Regions from separate parts of the Mus musculus genome. Here regions 1 and 2 are each linked to region 3. Evidence: chromatin contacts called from public Hi-C and HiChIP or PLAC-seq data. All regions are on one chromosome and are shown on one strand. Each heading gives the region's core, a stretch centred on a gene start, on an enhancer-like site or on the middle of the called end of the contact. The rest is flanking DNA. Distances are from core to core; before and after follow the strand shown.

Region 1 (2,700 bases), core at 81-2,580, 360 kb before region 3:
TAAAGACAGATGGGTTTATATGGCTAATCTGCCCAACTGGTTGAGTGTGGTTCTGCCATGGTAGTTCATCTTCCAAAATCCATATCTATGAAATAAAGGCAGCTTGGATTTCCAAATCTCTACTTGGAAAGGGGCAGCCTTATAGGCCAGATGATTTTAAACAAATATGAACAAATGAGCAAATATGTATTTGTACATATACATTTTTATGTTAATCCACTGATGTTTTAGGGTGTATTTTACAACAGTGACTAGCTTTAACATGATATCTAGGCACTGCCCTAAATACTGAAGGTTAAGTGAAAAGCAAGTTTTTCAGGCTCAGCTTTTAAAATACAGTAAAAGTTGGAAGACGGGATTCAGTATTTCATTCTCAGTTTATTGGTATAATTTAGAGTTAAACATGAGTGTTTTCCTAGGGAGAACTACTGGAAATATGGAAAAAATGGTTCCCATTGCTTCTCAAAGGGGACCTCAGATGATTCCCAGTTATCATTTGTACAAGTTCCAGTTGCTACTAAGTTATAAAATCACAACATCACTATCGAGCCCAGGGTTCTTGTAAGAACTAAAGGATTCTGTAAAACTGAGAATGACGGAGTGGTTCCCAGTAAAGGCTTTAGGAGATGTGCATTCTGGGAGGTTGTAGAAGAACATGAAAGGTCCTTCTCCTTTCATTCTGTTTCCTGGTCCATCTATTCCACTCAAGTATTGGCTATCTATATGACAGTACCACCCTGTCTTGGTTCATCTTCTTCTCAGTCCTTCCCAGATTTCTGTGGGAACTGATCACAACCCCAAGAAGCCCTTCTACTGAAGGGAACTCACAACTGCTTCCAAAGAACAGAGTATCTCCAAATAAATGATACAAATTCTCTTTTTTGAAAAATATTAACTACTTCACTTATAAGAAGTAGACCTGTCACAACATTCTTTTTATGGCCAATGTTCCATGTAATGAGCACATTTAAGGGAAGGGACCTTTTAAAAGAACATATTTTGACTAATGTTTTCCCTAAGGATGCATACACATTCGGCTATCTCCAGGTTTAAATTCCCTGGACTGAACTTTTTATGCCAGCAGACTCTTTGATACTACAGCTTTCTTGGGTAATGCTTAAATGTGCCCACCCCTGCCACCTATCTCCATGTAACCTTCTTTGCCAAGCTCTCACTATGACTCCCCTAAATCTCACCCACTATTTCATCTTCTCCTCAAGTTCCAAGCATATAGAAAATACCCCAAGACAAACCTGACACTAAGGTCTTCCAATAGCCAGCAATAGCAGTATGTAGAGGTAGCCATGCAAAGCCTGCTACAGAGGCCCACCGTTCGGCTCTGAAGTAAAATATATTTAAGGATAAACATTAACCTTTTGGTTAAAAAGTTATCAAGGAAGTAATAAATAACCAGTTCAGATTAAAGTTAACCTTGACATAAACTTGAATGGCTTTGCAATATTTGCTGCCAAAACTAGATCTTTACAAGGTATGAAAATCCTGAAATTGTGTTATAAGAGTAAAGTTCTAAATAATAAAGTAGTTGCTTATTAACTTTCCATAAGGGAAGTTATGGTTAATGGTAGGATATAAGTGATTTCAGGTAGAGAGTTAAAAAATATACTGCAATGGGAAAAGGAACATTTGCCTGGGGTGTGGTAACTGGGTAGAGCAGATAATAGCTTCCAAGCCATGGGCAGGAAAATAGTGGGGACTCAGGACAGGGCTGCATAAGAATACTGTGGAGCTCTACATACTGAACTAGACAACCAAATTAATGCAGGAGGCAAACATTAATGTCTCTGACGATAACATGATTCAGTAAAGTAGGATGATAGCTTGTAGAACAAAATGGAACTGTGTGTGTGTGTATATGTGTGTGTGTGTGTGTGTGTGTGTGTGTGTGAGAGAGAGAGAGAGAGAGAGAGAGAGAGAGAAAGAGAGAGAGAGAGAACTGATTTCCTCAAGACAGTCTTGTAGAGTTCATTCAAGCTGACTAATTTATTAATTTCCCAAATCTCCCTTGTCTTCTTAGAGACCAGCTGTTATCAGGTGTTTCTGTATTGCAACAGCATGTGACGTTTTAATTGGTTACAATACACCACAAACATCCCATTAAATATTTTGATTGCCTCATGAGATACATGGATAGATGTTTCCCTCATTTTTCAGAACAATGAATGTGGTAAGCTAACCTGCTCAAAGCCATGACCAGTGTGAGGGTTAATCTTGACTGTCAGCTTGATGGGATTTGGGGTCACTTAGGCAGTGCTCCTCTGAGTGTGTACGGGTATGGGCATTTCTAGAGTTTGAGTGAGCTGAACAGATCTCATCAGGAAGTTGTGGGGCACCATCCCACAGGCTGTTACCCCAGACTTAATAAAAAAGAAAGCAAGTTGATATAGTGGCTCATGCTTGCAATCTAGGCATTCCAATGGCCAAGGCATCAGAATTTTCAAAAGTTCAAGGCTAGCCTGAACTACTTAGTGAGATTGAGGACCTCATGAACTACAGCATAAAGCCCTGTTCAAACAAAGCAAAGCAAAGCAAAGCAAAGCAAAGCAAAGCAAAGCAAAGCAAAGCAAAGCAAAGCAAAGCAAAGCAAAAACAGAATAAAACCAGACTGAACAAGCAAAACAAAACAAAAGAAAAATTGGGGAGCAGGAGCAGCCACCATTTTGCTTCCTGACTATGGATATC
Region 2 (2,700 bases), core at 15-2,514, 500 kb after region 3:
CTCTTTGGTGCTCGCTACAAACTGATGAACAAAGTAAGGGGGAGAAACTTCGGAAGTACAGGTCCCAGATCCCCAGTGTTTATCAGATGTCTGAGATGGAGAAAATATAAGTGTTTCTGCCAATGTAGGCTGTTTTGTTTGTAAACAAGAGTGACATGGAGTGTGAGAAGGAAGAGATGAGATTGTTTGAAGCCTCTGAATTTGCATATTTATAGAGTAACAAGGTACAAATACCAGTTGGTTGTCATGTTCAGAGTATAGCTAAACCCACGAAGTACCCAAATCTGTACACTCATCCTCCCCTAATGTGTGGAGAATGAAGAAAGGATGCTAGCTAACCCATCTAGGGGATCTAGATCCAAAGAATAAACACTCCTTGAATACAAGGAGCAATTATCTTTGGACTCTTCTTTCTATGGCCTAGAATACTTGTGAGAGGAATAATCTGACTTTGAGTCTGTACAGGATCTATTTTTCAGAGTTTTTCATCTCTGGGCTCTGTGTATCAACAGCAAAGAAAAACACATGTGGGTTCCTTGAAGTTCACCTTTAAAAATCACTGTCTCTAATGCCTTCATATGTATATATATATATATATATATATATATATATATATATATATATATATATGCCATGCCTTAAGTTAGCAGCTGACATTCAGCACTGAGTTTCAGAGCTTGGGACAACAATATTAAATAAATCCATATAGAATTAAACAAGGGTCCAGAGAAATTAAGCAATGTGCATTAAAATGCTAACATAAGACCCAGATCCTGGCATCTGTACGTTCGATGTCTAAAAATCACAAGGTCCGTAGGTGCACGACTAGATAATCCAACGACCAAATCAAGTGAGAATATTTGAGCAAATGCCTTGTAAACTGGGTGTCTTTGCAAATGGGAGTTTTAATAAAGCGTATATGGCTATTTCTAACTCCCCCAGGCTTTTGAACACAAGCTGAACTTTGGCAAATTCAAATGAAGCCCGGGAGGAAATAAATTCATGTATGCCTGAAGGGAAGCTGAGAGTGAACAGGCATAGCCACACATAAGAGGATGTTCAGAGCCCGCGGACCTGAACAGAGAGCTCCCTGATTGCTAACAATCCTGTTCTCACCCTTGCGTTTCCAATGATCAGCAGTAGGCAAACATGAATGTTTTAAGCAGCTCGTAAATCTTCCCGGAGCCCGGGTGCTGAATAAGTCCTAGGAAAGTGGTTATGGTGGAAACAGGATCTCTCTGGAAGTAACTCCTTTCAGTGCCAGCCTTCGCCCCTGCTAACACACATGCCCCAGCTGCCTAACTGAGGCTCATATTCCAGCAAAACGGCAAACATGGGGTGCAGAGACCAAAAGCCACTCCCTGTTACCCCTGGATTTCCCAGTCTGGGTCCTCTTGGTTGATGAGACCACCCTCTTTGAGATTCCAGCGAAGGGCGGTCTTGAAGTCTGGAAGGCTGTAGAGTCTGGTATTCTGTAAAAATCGCAGGAGAGTTACTCGACTGCTTCTCACTAACTGAAAAGGAATGAGAGGAAAAGAAACGTTTAACACAAAGTGGAACCATGGCAAACTCGGTAATGGAATGACACTTCAACTTTCACAAAACATTTTTTTTTCTAACTAGGAGAAGAAAAGACACCAAGTCTTTAAATATGTTTTTCTTAGTTTACAGTTGTGTACATGAGACCTAGAGTCCTTGGAGTAGCAAAAAGCAGAGTAGTGAAAATCTATGTAGAGCTGTATAGCTCTGCATACAACATCTACTCATGTTAGATTAGCGTCTACCTCTGTGTGATAATTATTTCTCAACATGACTGCCTCTGATGGGAGAGAGAGAATCCCTTGTTTACCTTCTACTGACTGTTTAACAGTCACTAACATGCAGTAGGGATTCAGTAAGGGCTTTTGTAATGAATATCCCATTGATCTCATTGGCTTATTAATATTACAGCTAGTCCCATTGATCTCAGTGGCCTATTACTATTGCAGCTATTGATTCTTGAGATAATGATTTTCTTGAGCAGAAGTTTAAAGGCCCCTTGCTCGTGCCAAGGTGAAAGCCCTTGAAGGGGAGAGCATCACATACTTACTATGTGCTCAAGAATAGGGTAAGATTAGCTTTTGTTATACTGCACCATAGTATTTAATTCTCAGTGTTGGATTGGTCCTGCTAGAAGCATACTCTACTCATGGACCAATCATTTATGGTCAGTTATAGTACAAAAGACTTACAAATTTGACCTAAAGTGGGAATTAGAAGTACAAGTTTTGAAACTGGGAGTAGAAAACTCTGGTAAACAACTCAAAAAAAGTGCCCCAAATTAAAATGTAACATACAAGCAAGCCATATAGTTTGTTTTCATGTATATTCACATATGTAACTGTGTGTCTGTATGTGTATATAATAATTTTAATGGTTTAAAATTCCCCAGGCAAAGCAACTTTATGCATGCATTCATTCCATTCATTACCCTTTGATAGCAAGACCTCATCTTAGTGCCCATCACAGTTGCTGCTAGTGATACTACAACAAATAAGACCAAACGCTTTGCATAACTGATTATCACCCCATGCAGATATCATATCTTTCAATAAATCAATAACTAAATAAGTATACTTTTAAAATATATTCTAAAAGGCATAAAATAACCAGAAAAAAAAGAAAACAAGACAAAACTATGTGATCTCTGATGAGGAAAAT
Region 3 (2,938 bases), core at 272-2,771:
TGAGGCCTTATGCCATTTATCCATGAGGATAAATAACTTGGTGAGCGGTTGGATAACAAAAATGGTGGGGGATGTTGTTTTAAGTTCCTAGGTTATCTGTGGTGAATGAACGGTCCTGAAAGCTTTAAAAGTGAGGCGTGGGAGCAAAGGGAGATCATTAGTAAGAGATGAGAGCCAAGTTCTGGAGATGAGGGGATTTGAAGAAATTTTGAAAAAGTTCCTTCCCAGCTATCAGAAGTCTTATCTATCTCCCCCCCACCCCCAACCCCGGCACCCGCTGTGGGTTCTTTGGAATAAGAGCCCGGGATAGGCGAAGCGCAGCTCAGAGTCTGCTGCGCTATGAAAGTTACTATTTGTGTGGTGCAGGGGCCCAGTCTAGCAGGGTAAGTTTGCAGACCCCGAGGCAAGCTAAGCGGCCCATGCAGGTCTCTTAACTCTCAGCGTGTCTGTCTCCTCCCTCCATCAGGTAGAACAAGGAGCGTGAAGTCCTGAAATGTTCAGTTATAAGGCCGAATGGCAGCAGGAAAATTTTTTGTTGTTGTTGTTTCGTTTTGCCTTAACCGGACCCGCTTAGAAAGTCATTGATCTGGAACACAGTAGAAACCTGCGTAGAGAAATTTGGGCAGATCTCAAAGCCCCTGGGGGCATGGGTGATATGATCAGAAATATCTTCTGCCTTTTTTTTTTTTTTTTTTTTTTTTTTTTTGAGGAGAGGGACAGGTTAGCATTTTGTCACAGCATCAGCTTCCCAGATCTGCATCTGAACTGAGTATGATAGCTAGCTCTATTAGATCCTGAGAGTTTGGAAGGAAACTGTATGGATTCGTATTTGGACTTGTAGAGTCTATAAGGGCGAAGATCAGATTTTGACTTTGAGCTGTCCCGACTGCCCTCCTCCTACAGAGAAACAAGTCGGGTGCCGGGAAGCCAGGGGTTAAAGTTGGCAGAGAAGCATCCTGGGGATGGCCAGCGCACAGCCTTGGCCCGAGCCTCAGTCTCTCCCTTCTCCCCATTGGCCCGAGCTCTCGGGCTTTCTCTTGTTCCTTTCTTGCCATTGGCTGGGGGCTGGCTTTCCTCCCCTCTGCCTTTTTCTGCTCCCCCTCCCTTTTCCCTCACCCCTCGGACAGGAGCTCACTGCCTACCCCCTGTTCCTCGGGAAGGGAGGAATTCAGGGGGGAAAAGTTTCCCAGAAGTTTGGATCAGGGAAGGACGGGAAGAACGAGTGGGGAAGGGGGAGAGGGAGGAGAAAAAGGAAGAGGGAGTGAATTTAAAAAAAAAAAAAAAAAAGAAAGAAAGAAAAGAAAAAAAAAAAAGAAAAGATGAAGTTCAGTCAGCAGAGTTTGTGAGCGCCTGCCCGGGTGGGTGGGGAGCTGGACTCAGTGCTCCATGCAACGGGCGGGCGGCGTTCCCCGCGCTAGTTCCTAGAGGCTGGGGCAGCTGGGGGCACCGGTCTGATCCGGCGGTCGAGGGCGGGGGAGGACACGGAGGGAGGGCGCAGATCACCCGCGGAGCCGCCGCCCCAGTTTCGGCCGCGGCGCCGCCGCCTCTCCAGGGCCGGGTCGGCGGGCGCTCGGAGCGTGCGGCCGCGGGGCTGCCAGCTCAGTAGCGCGGGCTAGAGGAGACCCGGGTGCGGGCGGCTAAAATGAGTGAACGGAGAAGATCTGCAGTCGCCCTGAGCTCCCGAGCACATGCCTTCTCCGTTGAAGCCTTGATCGGCTCAAATAAAAAGCGGAAACTGCGAGACTGGGAGGAGAAGGGGCTGGACTTGTCCATGGAGGCGCTGAGTCCCGCAGGCCCACTCGGAGACACAGACGACCCGGCGACACACGGCCTGGAGCCCCACCCGGGTGAGTGTGTCGGATCGGACGACGGGAGGCGGGTGGAGAAGGAACACCAGCCGGTATCCCCGCGAGTGGAGGGAGGCCCTGCCTGCTGACTCCCTGCCTCACTCCGACGGGGGTTCCTTTTTCTTGGCATAAATACCTTGAGCCTCCCTAAATTCGCCGGAACCAATTTGGGGGCCTGGCCCGAGCCTTGCATTTTAATCGCCAATTTCAAGGCCTACTTGCGTCCATCCCCCTTCTCTTGTGTCAGAGACTGAGGGCTGCGGGTCCCTGGGTTTGAAAGAGCTCAGTCAAAGACACTGGAGAAAGAGCCCAGTGGATCTGAGACTTGCTTCCGTGCTTCTGAGAGCCCCCGAGTGCTGCCAGACGAAGCCTATAAGGCAGCCATGGGAAATGTTCCGGTTTTCTCTTTTAGTTTCTCTCTCAACTAAGTTTTAGATGGTGGAGTATAATTATTTCTATTTCACTGGGGACATAGTAGATAGACACTGTATCCTGAGACCCAGGTCTTTAATCCGTGCCCACATCTCAGTATTTGGGTGGGTGCACGTTTCAACTAATTTTCTTAGATCTCTCCATATTGTACATAATTAATATGCACAAAACACTTAAAACTCAAGGCGGATGTCAATGTGTGTATTTTAACAGAACCCTAAGAGGGAGAAAACAGCTTCACATTTTGTATTTAGTGCCAAGATTTCAACAGTGCAAAACAGCCCGGGGGAACAGCTGTTGTCAAAATCCTGTAAGCACGCTCACAAACACTACACTCATAACTCGGTTTAGCGGCTTCAGAATATTTTCAACAACTAGTATTTTCAGCCCAGATTTCTAAGGCCCTGCAGAAGGTGTCCCTGCGGACCAGCTAGGATCCAGGACTAGACTCCTTGTCCTACACGGCTTGGGGGTGGGGGGGAAGAGTCAGGCAGCCGCCCACACAGGAATGGGAGCAGCAGTAGGCTCGGGAGCTTGAGGATCCTGGCCTGAAAGCTAGCCAAAGCCCGAAGAGGGACAGCTGTCGCTTACATTTTCTCTTTCAGCAGTGACAGTTCAGTTTCCACGCTCCCGAGGCTAATAATAACTCGATTAGCCAG

Evidence for each region. A called contact is a pair of places that touch in the nucleus more often than the background predicts. HiChIP or PLAC-seq counts read pairs in DNA pulled down with a chosen protein or histone mark.
Region 1: a contact with region 3 is called in a Hi-C map of embryonic fibroblasts, with 6 times the contacts expected there. The contact joins the promoter of Hao2 here to the promoter of Tbx15 in region 3. A contact is called at or near these places in 2 of 484 Hi-C or Micro-C datasets (adipose-derived mesenchymal stem cells and embryonic fibroblasts) and 7 of 115 datasets of contacts at active chromatin or transcription factors (the NIH/3T3 cell line, craniofacial prominence, embryonic forebrain and 4 more).
Region 2: a contact with region 3 is called in an H3K4me3 HiChIP or PLAC-seq map of embryonic limb bud, with 5 times the contacts expected there. The contact joins the enhancer-like site here to the promoter of Tbx15 in region 3. A contact is called at or near these places in 1 of 484 Hi-C or Micro-C datasets (nephron progenitors) and 3 of 115 datasets of contacts at active chromatin or transcription factors (bone marrow-derived macrophages, embryonic forebrain and embryonic limb bud).

The regions. Positions count from the first base shown.
Region 1 is chr3:98,891,900-98,894,599 of GRCm38.p6, forward strand. Hao2 (hydroxyacid oxidase 2) reads right to left here and starts at 1,331. Exons shown (of 9, transcript NM_019545.4): 1 at 1,254-1,331.
Region 2 is chr3:99,748,702-99,751,401 of GRCm38.p6, forward strand. No RefSeq gene overlaps it. Among named protein-coding and RNA genes, the nearest start is that of Gm22505, 42 kb to the left of the region's middle. Within about 2 kb of position 1,265, at least 4 of the 459 cell types and tissues checked have an H3K27ac peak or open chromatin away from gene starts, as enhancers often do. A contact at or near this core is called in embryonic limb bud, where this site is marked.
Region 3 is chr3:99,252,239-99,255,176 of GRCm38.p6, forward strand. It overlaps Tbx15 (T-box 15), which reads left to right and starts at 1,522. Exons shown (of 8, transcript NM_009323.2): 1 at 1,522-1,847. The coding sequence starts at 1,643.